Linked DNA regions of Mus musculus: region 2 is linked to region 1. Evidence: chromatin contacts called from public promoter capture Hi-C data. All regions are on one chromosome and are shown on one strand. Each heading gives the region's core, a stretch centred on a gene start, on an enhancer-like site or on the middle of the called end of the contact. The rest is flanking DNA. Distances are from core to core; before and after follow the strand shown.

What was found. Capture Hi-C pulls out chosen DNA fragments and counts their contacts.
Region 2: a contact with region 1 is called in a promoter capture Hi-C map of adipose tissue, with 3 times the contacts expected there. The contact joins the promoter of Cradd here to the promoter of Fgd6 in region 1. A contact is called at or near these places in 3 of 39 promoter capture datasets (hippocampal neurons, liver and pre-B cells), 1 of 484 Hi-C or Micro-C datasets (CD4 T cells), 1 of 115 datasets of contacts at active chromatin or transcription factors (pancreatic cancer cells) and 2 of 9 other capture datasets (adipose tissue and liver).

The regions. Positions count from the first base shown.
Region 1 is chr10:94,031,656-94,038,400 of GRCm38.p6, forward strand. It overlaps Fgd6 (FYVE, RhoGEF and PH domain containing 6), which reads left to right and starts at 4,346. Exons shown (of 21, transcript NM_053072.3): 1 at 4,346-4,655. The coding sequence starts at 4,640. Vezt (vezatin, adherens junctions transmembrane protein) reads right to left here and starts at 4,144. Exons shown (of 12, transcript NM_172538.5): 1 at 4,015-4,144. The coding sequence starts at 4,050.
Region 2 is chr10:95,319,038-95,326,438 of GRCm38.p6, forward strand. Cradd (CASP2 and RIPK1 domain containing adaptor with death domain) reads right to left here and starts at 4,672. Exons shown (of 3, transcript NM_001330138.1): 1 at 4,432-4,672; 2 at 3,549-3,852. The coding sequence starts at 3,846.

The DNA of each region.
Region 1 (6,745 bases), core at 3,096-5,595:
TCACAAGTATTGAGGAAAGCCTGGCTTACAGAGTGATAGTCTGCCTTCAGAAGGGAAGGGGTGGGGAGGGGGAAGTAGTGGTCCCAGCTTTCAGGAGGCAAGGATACCACTTCTGTGAGTCTGAACTATTCTACATAGTGAGTTCCAGGCCAGCCAGGACTACGTAATGGGGCCTGTCTCAATAAAACAAGGTGGTGCTCCAATTTATAACACAGGCAACACATTTTAGTGGGGGAAATGATGATGCCAGGCCAACCAGATATGCATATTGGGGAAAAAATAGCAGATCAATTGCAAAAGGCCAAAACTTTTAGAGAAAACATCTTTGTGATTTTAGGGTTACACGAGTATTTCCTTGGAGCATTATCCATACATACAAGAAAAAAAGATCAAGTGGATTTGAATGAATTTAGGAGACTGTATTCTTTGCAATGAACTGTTAAGAGTACAGAAGCTGCCACTGAGATGGCTCAGTGGACAAAGGGACTTGCTGCCACGTCATGAATTTGACTTCAGGTCCTACATGGTAGAAGCTGAGAATCAACACTTGCAAATTGGCTTCTGACATACACACACACACATACACACACACACACACACACATGTAATAAAAATTTACTTTTAAAAATGTGCAGAAGCCACATACATATACCCTAAGAGATGTCGGGTAGATATATAATGAAGGAATTGTACCTTTGTACACAGTTTTTTTTAATAGTAAGAGAAAAACCAATATAAAGACTCACAGTGGTCATCTTAAGTTCCATACTGACGATACAGAAATGAAAAACACACAAAAGTAACAATACACATCTATCAGACGGATACAAAAGCTGAAAGAGTGCTGGTGAGGATATGGTATAAGGAGACCTCTTACATGCTGCTGACAGGAGTGTCCATAACTGCTTTAGAGTATCTATGTAAGGCAAATACATCTCTTTTCTATAATTTAGCATTTTCAGTTCTAAGTATATACCCAACAAAAAAAATATGCTTACCAAAACCGCACATTGGCTCAGAGGTTAAGAGCACTGACTGTTCTTCAGAGGTCTTGAGTTCAATTCCCAGCAACCACATGGTGGCTCACAACCACCTGTAATGGGATTTGATGCTCTCTTCTGGTGTGTCTGAAGATAGAGGCAATGTACTCATACATATATTATTAATAATAGTAATAAAGAAAAGTCCTCAGTAATACTATTTACAACAATTTCAAAGCAGAAACTACCTAATGTACATCCCTCAGAAGACCTGATTAAAAAGAGCCATATAGTCACATGGAATACTGTATCAAAAAAATGCATAGGTAATTATATAAATGAATGTCACAAAGCAGCAAGGAAAAAGAAAAAGAAAGTATGTAAGTGATGCCTGACAGTGTACAGACAGTAAGAGCAGATGAAACTAATCTGGGTTAGTCATTACAGTTCTGAGTAGTACTTATCCTTAGGGTGGGAACCAGAAACTGACAAACAGCAGGAAGGAGGCAGTGGTGTTAGTGATGTTCCACTTATTATTCGCACACCCATCGTTGTGTACGCTCTTGGTATGTGTATATGCCTTATGTATACTCTCGTGTGACAATAATCAAAAAGTTAAGCAGAGAGCTGGAACAGTAAGTCTACACATATGATAATGGCAAAGCAGTAGATGAATAATTCATGCAGAGGCTAACGAGATGTTAAGAGCATTGATTGCTCTTCCAGAGGACGGGGGCTGGGGGGTTCAGTCACCAGCACCCACATGTAGGCTCACAACTGTTTATAACTCTAGTTACAGGGGATCTCACACACTCTTCTAGTCTCCAAGAGCACCAAGCACACATGTGGTGCATAGACATCCATGCAGGCAAACTATCCATGCACATAAAATAATAAAACATAAAAGCAATGCACTGACCAACAGAAAAGAAAACAGAAGGAGAATTCATGTAAATCAATTTTTAAGAAGCTAGGCTGAGAGTACTTATTAAGCATGGGGAAGCCATGAGTTCAACCCCTAGCACCAAATTTTTAAATGCTTAATAAATCTATAAATGTAAATCTAAGAAACATAATGTTTATATTATTGTGGGACATGATGGGATACACCTATAATACCAGGAGGCTAAGATGGGAGAGTTCAAAGTTCAAGACCAGCTTGGATTCCATACTAAGACCCTTTCTATCTCCGAAAAGAAAAGGGAGTGGATGAGTGGGAACAAGATTAATGACAAAGTTAAATTTACATAAAAATAGATTCAAAACTCTGTGGTACATCTTTCACACTAGAAAACCAAACCAAACCAAAACAAAACCCCATGCAAACATAGTCACACATTTGAAACTTCCAAGATCTTTTTTTTTTTTGCTTTTATCTTTTGTAACAAAATGTTTTCTAAGATAGGGTCTCTCCTATCTCACCCTAGTCTCTAACTCACTAAGTAGCTGATACTTTGAAGTTCTTATGATGCTCTTAAAAGCACCTTTTGAGTGCTGGAATCCCAGGCACGTGTATACCACCCTATCAGGTTTGTGTGGCGCTGCCAATTGAACCAAGAGACTTGTGCATTCAAGCCAAGCGCTCTACCCATTGAACTACATCCCCAGACCAATAAAACTCTGCAAACCAAAAACACACTTATTATGTCCAGAAACCAAAGAAAGCAGGGTAAAAAAATAAAAATTTCAGCCACCTACTTTTTTCTCCTCTTTATCTCCCACATTCAATCTGTAGCCATTCCCTCAATTTCATATTAGAGATGAATATCCAAGTCAGTATTAATTTTTCTGACTTCCAAAATGTATGCCTTTGTCCTCTCTACTCAAGTCCTCATATCTAGACCCTTCATAATAGCAAAGCAGTCATATTTCCCTCCTCGATACTGTAGCTATATTAAGTCACTTTGCAACCCTCCATACTCCAGCCCCTAAAGCTGCACGTTCAGTATTGTCACCCCACCCCGATCTTTGGCATACATAAAACCCTTTTCCTGGAGTACATTTTCTCCCATCAATCTTCCTAATTTCATTCAGAGCTGAAGATTTACCTAGGGTATCACTTGCTGTGTGTAGCTTTTTAAAGTGCTATGAGTGGACAATGGGTTCCAAATTATGCTTCCACGGGCAGTTTTTAGATATCTCAATACTTCACATTCTGTACCGTACCTCACCCTCCCATTATACACCACGGGGGATTTCTTCTCTTTCTCTTGTATGAATTCCCTGAAATCTAGTTGGCTGAGGGAAAGTATGGCATACATATTCAATACATACACATACACGTTCCAGGGTGTGGGTATTGACCTGTCTGATGGGGTAAAAATGGCACTAAAGCCATTAACTAGGCTTTATTTTTTAAATTCAAGATGGCAGAGACATCTTAAAATAGTCCAACACAAAAGCATTCACATCCAGACCAGAGCTTCCATTCAGAACTGGCTACACTTAGCGCAACAGCAAGGACAAAAGAATGGAACCTAGGTGCTGAGACGCCAGAGCTCACACCATTGGCCACAGGTCTCACTTAACAGACCTTAAACCCCACATAGAAAGGCACCTGCTGCCTGCCTGCATTCCAGAGGCCACACCTTGATGATGATGATTATGATGATGATGATGACCGGAGGCACTTATGGATTAACAGGCCCGCAAAAATCAAAGATAAAAAGGGAAGGAGGTTAAGTAGTAGACAGAATATCCAGCACGTTTCGGCCCCGCCCCAACGAGGCGCAGTCCAGGGCGGTGCAGCCATAGGGTAAGAACCGATCAAGGCTCCCGCCCAGGGCCGGTCAATTGCGCCGGGTCTGGGAATTCTGGGCGAGCTCGGGGCAGAGGCCAACCACGCCAGGATCCCCTGAGCTATACCTGTCAGGCGGCTGCAGCAAGTAGGCCCCGAAACAGCGGAGGATTGGGGACCCAGGCCCGCAGGCGCCCGTCACCCTATCCCTCCCCTCTGAATCGCTTTGCCTTCTCGCTCTTCCTTTAGTCCTTCGGAAACAAAGACGGTCCACACTCCCCGCCATTTTCTCCTCACCTCAAAAACCACCTCTTCGTCAAACTCCGGTGTCATCCTTCTCCGCCATACCACCCGCCTCAGCACGATGGGAAATGAAGGCAGGAGGGCGGGCAGCACCCAGGCTTCGGCTCCTGCCCACCTCGGGGGCACTGAAAACTACAACTCCCGGCATGCATCGCGACCCACGCCCCTTTCCGACCTGCTTATTGGAGAAGAGGGTGAGCGTGTAGGCTGGAGGGGCGGGAGCGGGCGGGCGTTCCAGAGCTCCTATTGGAGAGAGCTATGGCTTTTGTCTGCCTTTTACATCCCCTGACTACTAGGGGGCGCCTGGAGCGCGGATTTTTCTCTCAAGTTGAGGTGGGGCGCGCGTCCGCGAAGCCGCTGCGATCTCCTCTCGTGCGCGCGCCTGGCGATCGTCCCGGAGCGCGGCGGAGCGGCGCTCGTGCACGTCCCCCTGTCGCTGGCCGCTAGCGCCCGGGTCCGCCGGAGGGTCGCGGGAGCCGGCGTCCGTCCTTTGTGAGGCGCTCAGGCGGTGCGGGACGGAATGTGGGCGCTGCGGGGACTTTTGTCTTCTGCTCAAACTCTGGGGAGTGTGGACTGAACGGGAGCCATGGACTGAGGGCGTGAGCCGCGCGGGGCAGTCATGACTTCTGCCGCGGGTAAGTGGCTGCGCTCGCGCCGGGCTGGGGAGTAGTCGCGGCGGGCGCCGGCGGGCTCCGGCTCCCGCTGCGTTCCCCGCGGGTGGGCGGTGCGGGACTGGCGCCGGTCGCCCGCGCCCGCTGTGGGGTCCCCGGGATGCGTCCCCCACCCCTGAGCCCAGGTGATGGGACGGCGTCGCGGAGCTTGCTCGGGTTCCGTGACTTAGGCGCTGTCGCTGCCTGTGCGCGGTGTGGGAAGCGTGGAGTCCGGTGTGGAGGAGTCAGTTATTCTAAGCTAGGACAGTTTTCCAGCGAGTTGAAGAAACTCCGCCACTAGCCCGCGTTGCTTGAAAACCTAGTATTTATTGACTGAAACTCTTCGCGCTTGTAAGGAGGGTTGGATAGAGCTGTTTGCACCCTGGTGTTTTGAGCCCTATTACCTGAGTGAGTATGGACTATTAGTTGGTAAAATAAAACAAAACCGAGTTGCCCCCTCCCCTGCACCTACCCCTCCCTGTTTTTTGCTCATCTTCACCTTTTCCTTCCTTCCTTCCTTCCTTCCTTCCTTCCTTCCTTCCTTCCTTCCTTCCTTCCTTCCTTCCTTCCTTTCTTCCTCCCCCCCCCACCCCCCTCGTACCTGGACTGTGTAAACAAAGCCCTATTTTCAGTCTGCCTCCTTTCCACTCACCCAAATGACAAAGCCTCTCCTTACCTTTGTGTGAATTTAAGCACTTTGGCTCATTGTGTTGTGACCTTTTTAAGGAACAGTTTCTAATCTTCCAAATTTGTGTCCAAGGGACAGTCTCTTTATAAGAACACAGCACATTTTCAAAGCCAGAATTTAATAAGGTATGGGATATATTAAAGGCATCTTTATCCACATCAGAAGAAACTTTGATGAGAGATTTTGTAGTAAAAGAGCGTAAGTTTCACTTCAGTTAGGTCTAGAATTAGCACTTAAGTATCAGATTAAATTTTCTTTGCTTTTTTTGGCGTTTGTTTAACATTCCTGCAACTTGAAAACTGTCAGGAGAGCACACACACTAAATGTTCTGATTTGTACTTCTAAAGCCTTGAAGGAGTCACACTGCTAGGCAAAATCCGGATTACTTCAAACAGGCAAGAAATTAGTAACAATAAGAAAGTGAGACCTTTATTCTCTTTGAAGTGATGTGCATTCATCACGTGATCATCATGCACTGAGTTATTTACAAACGTTTCTCTCAGTTTTGGGATGTGTTCCATTTAAACAACGGATCGTTTTCAGCCCAAGTTTCTGTACCCTCGCCATCGTTCAGCTTTTTAAAATGACTGAATTAATATAATTAATTTAAAATAAAAACTTAAAACTTAATAATTAAAATTTCTAGAATTCAGTCAGGAAGTTTACGATTGTTTTCTTCAAATTAATCCAGAACAAGGCTAGCTATTTTTATACTTATCAACTTTACAATTAAGGAAATCCACAGCATTTTTGTGGTATTTAAAAGAGAGACACTTCCTGTGTCTAGCTGAGTGAGTTGATTTTTTTTTTTTTTTAAGAATGGCTTGCTGAGAATCATTACTTTTTTGCTCACCGATTTGATGAGATTTATTGTAAGTTTTTGTTACATCTAGGGGGATACGGAAGAGGACTGAGGTTTCTCTTTCCTGCCCATTATATGAAGTTATACATACATTTCCTTGCTAGTCGTGTGTGTGTGTGTGGGGGGGGGTTTCATAATAATGAAATTTATTAAAGCTTTGGGGAAAATTACTAATGAAGCAGAGCGTTAGTTTTAGCCTGATCTAGTGTAGTTGGGAAGGGTGGCCTAATTTATTATTAGGGGGCTGTTGTACCACCTTTAAGTGACAGGTGTCCCGAGGAAGAGTTTGCTTTGGTTTTGCTTGTTTTTATACAGCGGTTGAAGTGTGAGCTCATAGAGGAGATTTTTTGAAGTATTCTGAGTAGTACATGGAATAAAAGAGAGTTAATTAAAAGTAGCTTTCCATCATAGTGTGCATAAACATCTCACTATTCTCATTCATGCCTGTACGGTTTTGTTTGGGGCCTCGTGGAATAGCCCAGAGAGAGAGTGTGCTCGTGAGCCACGGCCACCTGTGTGTAACAG
Region 2 (7,401 bases), core at 3,422-5,921, 1.3 Mb after region 1:
AGAGGAGCCAAGCAGAAAACTGTAATAAAAATAAAGTTAGTTTGTTCTTGAGGAAGGATGGGCCGCGTGGCTAAGCGAAGGGCACTCCTCGCTTCTTCTCAAGGCTTCCTGACCGCAGGGCACCAAACCAGTCCAGGGACAACCACAACCAACATAAGCAGAAATCTAGAAAAGGTTACTGTGTGCGCGCCTCGCAAACGCCCGGTTTTCCCTGAGCCTGGGTTGCAAAGCCTTTTCAGAAGCACAAGTGTGCCTACCCAGTTCTGACACCGTGCTAGAGAGACACGGAGGTCCCAGGAAACAGGACTCTGGGTTTGTTTGCTTTTTTTCCAGAGACGTTAAGTTGGAAGGCATTTCAGCTCTGATGCTGGTCCATGGTTCTAAGCCTCCGCTCATCCCCCTACTCCCTAAAAAAAGAACCCAACACTCACACAGCTTCCAATTCACTAAACCTCAACCTAATTTCAAAATCATATTTTCATGAAACTAGACACTTATAAATATTTAAGGCCTTAAGTGACAGAAAGCAGTTAGGCATCTACTTCTTTAAAATATATAACTTCTACCCTAACCCTAAAACACTATATATATAATTATTATATATAATATAATAACACATAATATATAATACATGATATATAATATATGGTATACGGCATATGATGTAATAAAATATATACAATGTATAGATATACACATTTACCACTAGACCCTAAGGCATAATAGATTTTCAATAATCAATAATAACTTTTAAAGAGACTCCTGTGAGCTAGAAAACTACCAATGAAGAAGAGAGAAGAGAATGACTGACAAACCTCGAATCCAGGGCTTATTAGTAAGACTTAGAAATAATGTCGCCTTTTTGTTTTTCCTTATAAAGAATTAGTTTCTTGAGGGCTGGCTTACAGTTCTAGAAGGTTAGAATCCATCACCATCATGGCGAGGAACCTGGCAGCAGACAGGCAGGCATGGCACTGCCGCAGTAGCCGAGAACACGCATATCTCCAAACACCAGCCAAAGGGAGCACTAGCCCGAGAACACCCATATCTGTAAGCACCGGCCAAAGGGAGCACTAACCCAAAAACACCCATATCTGTAAGCACCAGCCAAAGGGAGCACTACCCCTGCGTGGAGCATTGCTCTTCTTAAAGTGAGCATGAGAAAGGTGTTGACTCTATCACTCATCTCTACCTTACTTGTATTTTCAGTATTAGTTTAAATAGTCAAGATTTAACTACAGTCATACTTGAAAATGGGTTGATGTCACCAAGAAATCAATAAATCTAAGCCCCAGGTCAGAATTTTTTCACTAGTAGAGTTAATTATAAAATAAACAAACAAACAATTCACAACACTCACTTGTGTTGTGAGGCAAGCCAGGTTTCCATTTAACCCTTCAACAGAGTTAACAAGTCTTGGGGAAAACCTGGTTTCCTAAGCATATATACAGATATGTTCAATCTTTTTTGGTTTTTGCTTCCATTATAAAGCTGCTCTTTGAGGCTGGGGAGTGGGCTCGGCATTAGGAGCACTGGCTGGGCTTGCAGAGTACTGGGTTTCTTTGCCTTTCACATGGCATCTCACGACCATCTACAGCTCTGCTGCCAAGGCTCCTGCCCTCTCTTCCCACCTCCATGTGCACCAGGCACACGCAGTGCCCATACTGACACACAGGATGCAGCACTCATACATAGAAGATAAACAGCTAGATATAAAAGCGCCTTTCCCCTCCGTTTCTCCTTAACTTTTTAATGTCTTCAGGATATCTTAGTTCTCTCTTGCTCTCTGAATAAACCTGAAGAAGTGAGAATGAGGGTCTCATGTCTATGACAATTCATGACAACGTTTATATAACCCAAAATAATCACCTGGTTAAACTCAACATTTTGGGAGTGAAAAGCATTCGGGTCTTTTGTCATTTCCAACTGCGTGCGGCCAGGAGAGCCTTCGATGTGAATACCAGAAAGGCACAACTCATTGATGTTCCCTCCGCAACTCCATGTTATATATTCTGCTTGTAATAATGTGGTAGAAATGTCAGGGATACTTGGTCCTGGTTTTGTTCAGACACATGGAATATGTAATTTTCTAAGGACAACCCAAGCTGAAAATTCTAGAGGTCCTCAAAGGCCGGCATTCTCATGGTTTCAAAAAGACATGTAATTTGGACAAGCTCCTAGGAATAAAGATATTTTTAGATTTTCCACTGAGTGTTCACCAGGTCTTTCTAAATTAACTGGCTATCCCATTCTGGTCAAATATTCAGATATATGTCATTAATTTTAAAAAAATAATTATCATATGTGCTCTCAGAACCATTCAAAATATAAGACCCATAGTTTTACATTTAAATTATAAAAGTAATTTACTGGTAGTATTTGATTTTTTTTGTTGTTGTTGTTGTTACCAATTACAGTTATTTGAAAATTGGGAGTGTAGAAAGGGATTCAATATGTAGCTCTGGCTATCCCAGAACTTGCTATGTAGACCAGGCTGGGCTCACAAAGAACCACCTGCCTCTGCCTCCATAAAGGCAGGACACCAATGTCGCTGCTGACACACACTCACACACACACACACACACACCAGCTCTGTTACAGTCATTTTTAAAAACCATTAACAATAAATTCTGGAGACCACTGACTTGGTCCATATCTATACTGAAAACCAGAAAACGTTGAATTCTTAACTCTGGAAATCTACTGATTTGGTTTGGCTTGGTTAACTTTCCATTTTATTATTTAAAAAAAAAAATTAATCTTTCTAGGTCAGTCCCTCATCTTTGTGAAAGAGCAGTATATCTGGGAGGAGTTGAAGAAAACAGTGATTTATACCGCAGCACCTTCCTCTCACAAGCACCAAGCTGTTTCTTTTCAGATCACTGCTTCCAGGGATTTTTTTTCCTGGAAAAAAATCAAAATAAGATCCGCCCCCCCCTCGCACCCCCAAATTACTGCCCTTGCAAAATAAAATTCCCCAGGTGTCTGCACAGAGCTGAATTTTAAAGGGCCACTTTACACCAACAGCCTTTAAAAACAAACTAAAGGCAGGCTTCAAAATAATCCCCTTGGCCTTGGAGGCTGGCTGTGGGGACAGGTGCAGGACATGCCTTCCTAGAGGCTGTCTCCCATGATCTGACCTCCTCCAGCTGGCAGCTTGGCACCCCACAAATCAGTTATCAGTAGGCCAAAGCCTGCATTCCCATCTGCGCTTTCCAAACGGTTCCTGTTGCCAAAGGGCTCAGATTGACCTGGCTCTCCGATGAGAACAAGCCTCCCATGTGACTTGCCAAGTTCCCCTGGAAGCATGTCTAAATTGTACTCTCAGTTCCCTCCTTAACCCCTCAGCCTCAGGGTTCATGTTCCCTTCCTTCCTCGAGTTTCCTAACACCGCCTCCTCGTCTTGACCCTCCGACGCCATGCCCTCTGCATCCAAACCGTTGCCCATGCTCGTGGCCCTGGTCCCTCCTAAAAGACCAAATTCCAATCCACTGGGCATGGTTGCAACACTTCCAGAGCTGTTTTGAGGGGATCTCTTTGGGGCCTACCTGTAGGCAGCTCGGCTGTGACTTCCTCTCTCGCCTTCTCCAGCTTCTCTCTTACCCAGGGAAATTCCTGGAGGGAATCGAGGAAGGTGTCAAAAGCTTTGGGGCCCCTGGAAGGCAGGATGTCCAGCAACAGCATTGTCTTCCGGAGGCCTGTGGTTTGAGCTTTGATTTCTTGAATGTGGTTTTCTGTCAAAATTCCTTCCTGGTAAAGGTACTGAAGAACCAGTCCTTCCACCAGTACCTCGGCACCCAGCTCCAGACGCAGGGAGCGGAGTACCTGCTTGTCTCTGGCTTCCATTTCTTCCTGGAAAGAGCCAAAATGAGCACCTAGGTTTCAGGAATGCTGATGGACACCCCCCCCCCCAAAGTCAGTGTATTGCTGCAAACTCATTAATGAGCACCTCAAAAATCAGTCAGGTCTTTATATCTTAAGAGGCTGCTGAGCCACGGTGTTTCCTAAGCGGCTGTTAAGCCAAACCACGGATATTTCAAACACTTCCCGGCATAATGAACGACACTCATTATGGATGTTTCTACCTCTGCTTCTCACGATAATGGGGCCCTATTTCAATTCCTTGTGCAGTAAGAGAGCCAACAGAAAACAGATCTGATCCCTTACTTAAAATGCAATCCCTAAGGATTACAGATTTATTAATCTATTTATATTATTATATAAAATTAAATGCTAGAAAATAGTGGATTTCAATATTGCTTTGCCAGAGTTAGTCCAGCACCCACGCTTTAGAAACTGCTAAAAAGCACCAGGGACATTTATTTATAGACCCTGACCAGCAATAGAAGACAGTCCGGAGGAAAGAAGTTTATAGAGCATTCAAAGAAAGGACAAGCACCCTCAAGAAAATGAGTGTTTGTGTGCCTTTACCGATAAGCCTCACAAGAATTCGGAATGTGGGTCGCAGTAGGGCCGTGAGCACGCATGCATGGGACACTGAATGAGCTCAGGTCGCTAGTGTGCTGCGGGGTGGCTTGCGGTGGCAATGAAGGCAAGGGGAGCAAGGGTGGCGGGCGGGGCTTCTGCCACCCTCAGCCCACACAAGCGGGACGTCGGATCCCAGCCTTGCTCGCGATCTTCCGCCAAATCGGGAGGTGGCAGGTGAGGAGGGCGTGGGTGACCGTTTTGTTTTGTTTTGTTTTGGCAGCGTGTTTCCATTTGGAACTTGTAAAAAGTTCCCTGTCTCGGCAGCTGAAAGCCGTGGTTGTGGCACAGTTAGAGCTACCGACGATTTTCACGGTAAATGAAGCCGCAGACTGTCCTCTCGGAGGAAACCGACCCCCGGCACCGCCACCCGAACCCCGGTCCAGCCCCCGGGAGAGCCGCGCAGGGGCGATGTCGCCACGGCGCGGGGACAGCGAGAGAAGATGGAGTCATCTTACTTACGTCTGCGACCACGTACCGTTTAAAAAAAAAAAAAAAAAGAATAACTAAAACTACAACCGGAATCCAGACTGCTAGGGAACCTGTACCATAAAGACCATCTTTGTTGAGGGCAAAAGTCCTAGACAGGAAGTATTGCGACCATCTTTGTTAAAGGCAAGAGCAGGAAGTGCTGTAGCCATCTTTGTTGAGGGCGCAAGACGTCAGGTTGAAGTTTGTTCCGCCATGTTTGCTGTGGGAAAAGAGGCACACTCTCCTACATTAAAAAAGAGAGAGAGTGGTTTAAAAACTCTAAGGCAGTAGTTCTCAATCTTCCTAATGCTTTGACCTTGTAATATGGTGTCCCCCAACCATAAAATTATTTTTGTTGCTACTTCATAACTAATTTTGCTATGTTATAAATCCTAGTGTAAACATCTGTGTTTTCTGATAAGTCTTACACTGCCACTGTGAAAGGGTTGTTACAGAGCCACAGGTTGAGAACAGGTGATCTACGTTATCTAAGTGAAAGAGTAAATGAATTGTTGAATCTTAACAGAAAAAACTCCATGAGAGCCTGACTATAATAAGCTAGTCAAAAGTTAATCTAGCAGTTAAGCCCTGAGTTCAACTCCCAGTAATATACACCTACATGCACAAATTACTTCATAAAATAAAACAATTAATAAACTCATTAATTAGTTGGGTGACATGTAACAAAAAGGATGTGTGTGCTAAAAAAATTTTTTGACAATAGAAAAAGAATATTTCTACCAGTACCTCCAGTTGAAAATAAAATATCTATAAACATATCAGTAGACACTTATAAATCTCCTTCCTCAACACCTTTCAACTGTATGTGCAAACTTACAATGCTAATATACTCCAGGGTTTCTATGCAGGCACTAGCTGTCTTACTGACAGTGTTTTTATGTAAGTGGTAGGAATTCTTTTTAGCATTTCAAATCATTGCAGTCTAGAGAAGCAGGAAAGTCAATTGTATCATCCAAAATCTCACAGCCAATACAGAGTAAAACCTAAATTCTAACCAAGTCCCTCTGATCTCCTGCTCTTTCCAGTACACCACACAACCATGTATGATTGACTCTATTCTTCTAATGGCAGTCAAAATATTGCTAGTGAATCACCCAACTGTCACCTCCTTGCACAAGCTTGAGCTACACAGAGGGTCCTTCATTATCTTTAGCTCTAGAATCATTGGTCTTTAAAAAAAGGAAAACAATAAAAGGTGAATAACTGTCAACAACAGCTTCGGTGATCATCCAAATGAGTATAGAGATAAATCTCTTGTGCACTGTATAAAAACATTGACCTGTCAATAAAAAGCTGATTGGCCAATGAGCTTAGGCATGAAGTTAAAAGGTGGGACATCCAGCAGAGAGAGAGAGAGAGAGAGAGAGAGAGAGAGAATATGTTGGGACAGAGACAGGTGAGAGAATGACCCCAGAATGCTGATGGAGACCAAAGCAAAAACCTGAGGACCAGGTAACCAGTCATATGGCAGGATTTAGAATAGAATAATGGGGTAATTAATTTATGAGCTAATGTTTCTTGTGAGTCAAGGAACAGGCAAAGTTAATGAACTAGGTATTTGTAAATAGGTTTGAATCTCAGAATTTTTATTTCAGTAGCAGGGGCCAGGAGAAAAAACAAAAACATACTGAAATACACAACTATAGGAAGAGGAGAGTTAAACCTTTAGCTCAGAGGAGGGAATCTTCCTACTTTGCCGGATACTTGATCACACTATGAACCCCAAGATTTTCTTATTTATTGAAAAAAAAAATCTGTTTCTAGTTGTGGTGTGGCTCAGCCCTTAGCACACAGCTTCAGTCCCTCTTGCTGGAATACAAACAGGTCCTTAATCCCAAACAGTGGAGGTAAAGTTACTTTGTAAAAATGAAGCACCCATGTTTGAAAGTGATATCTAGTTGAGTGGCAAAGTGACGAATCAGAGAAAGACTGGACAGAATTGGATATGCCCAACTCTCACAAGAGGAGAGAGGAAAGGAAGCCGTGAAGAAGGAAAGAGGACAATTTTACCCGGACAGTTTGCAGAGAGAGGACAAGCTAGACACAGGTAAATACAGAATGAGCCAGAGAAGGAGGAGACAGAAGATTAAAACAGATTTGCTGTGGATAGCCCTGGGGCTAATTATATTTGATGTTCACTCTGTTCTCCTGTGAGGGGTTGTGAACAAGGAATGAGTCAGCACTCAGGTGATTTCCTGTAAACCTGCTTCCCACCTTAAAGTGTAAAATAAAGGAGAGCTGATGATTGGGCAGATAAAAGGGAAGGTAGAGTGAAAGGAGCAGAAAAAGAAAGAGAAAAATGGAAGAGGGAGAGGACACAGGGGAGAAGGATAAGGAAGAAAAGCAGAGCAGAAGCACATGGCCTGGGGAAATCACAAGTTCTAAGGGGTCTCATAGATGTGGAAGATGGTAAAGTAGCAGTAG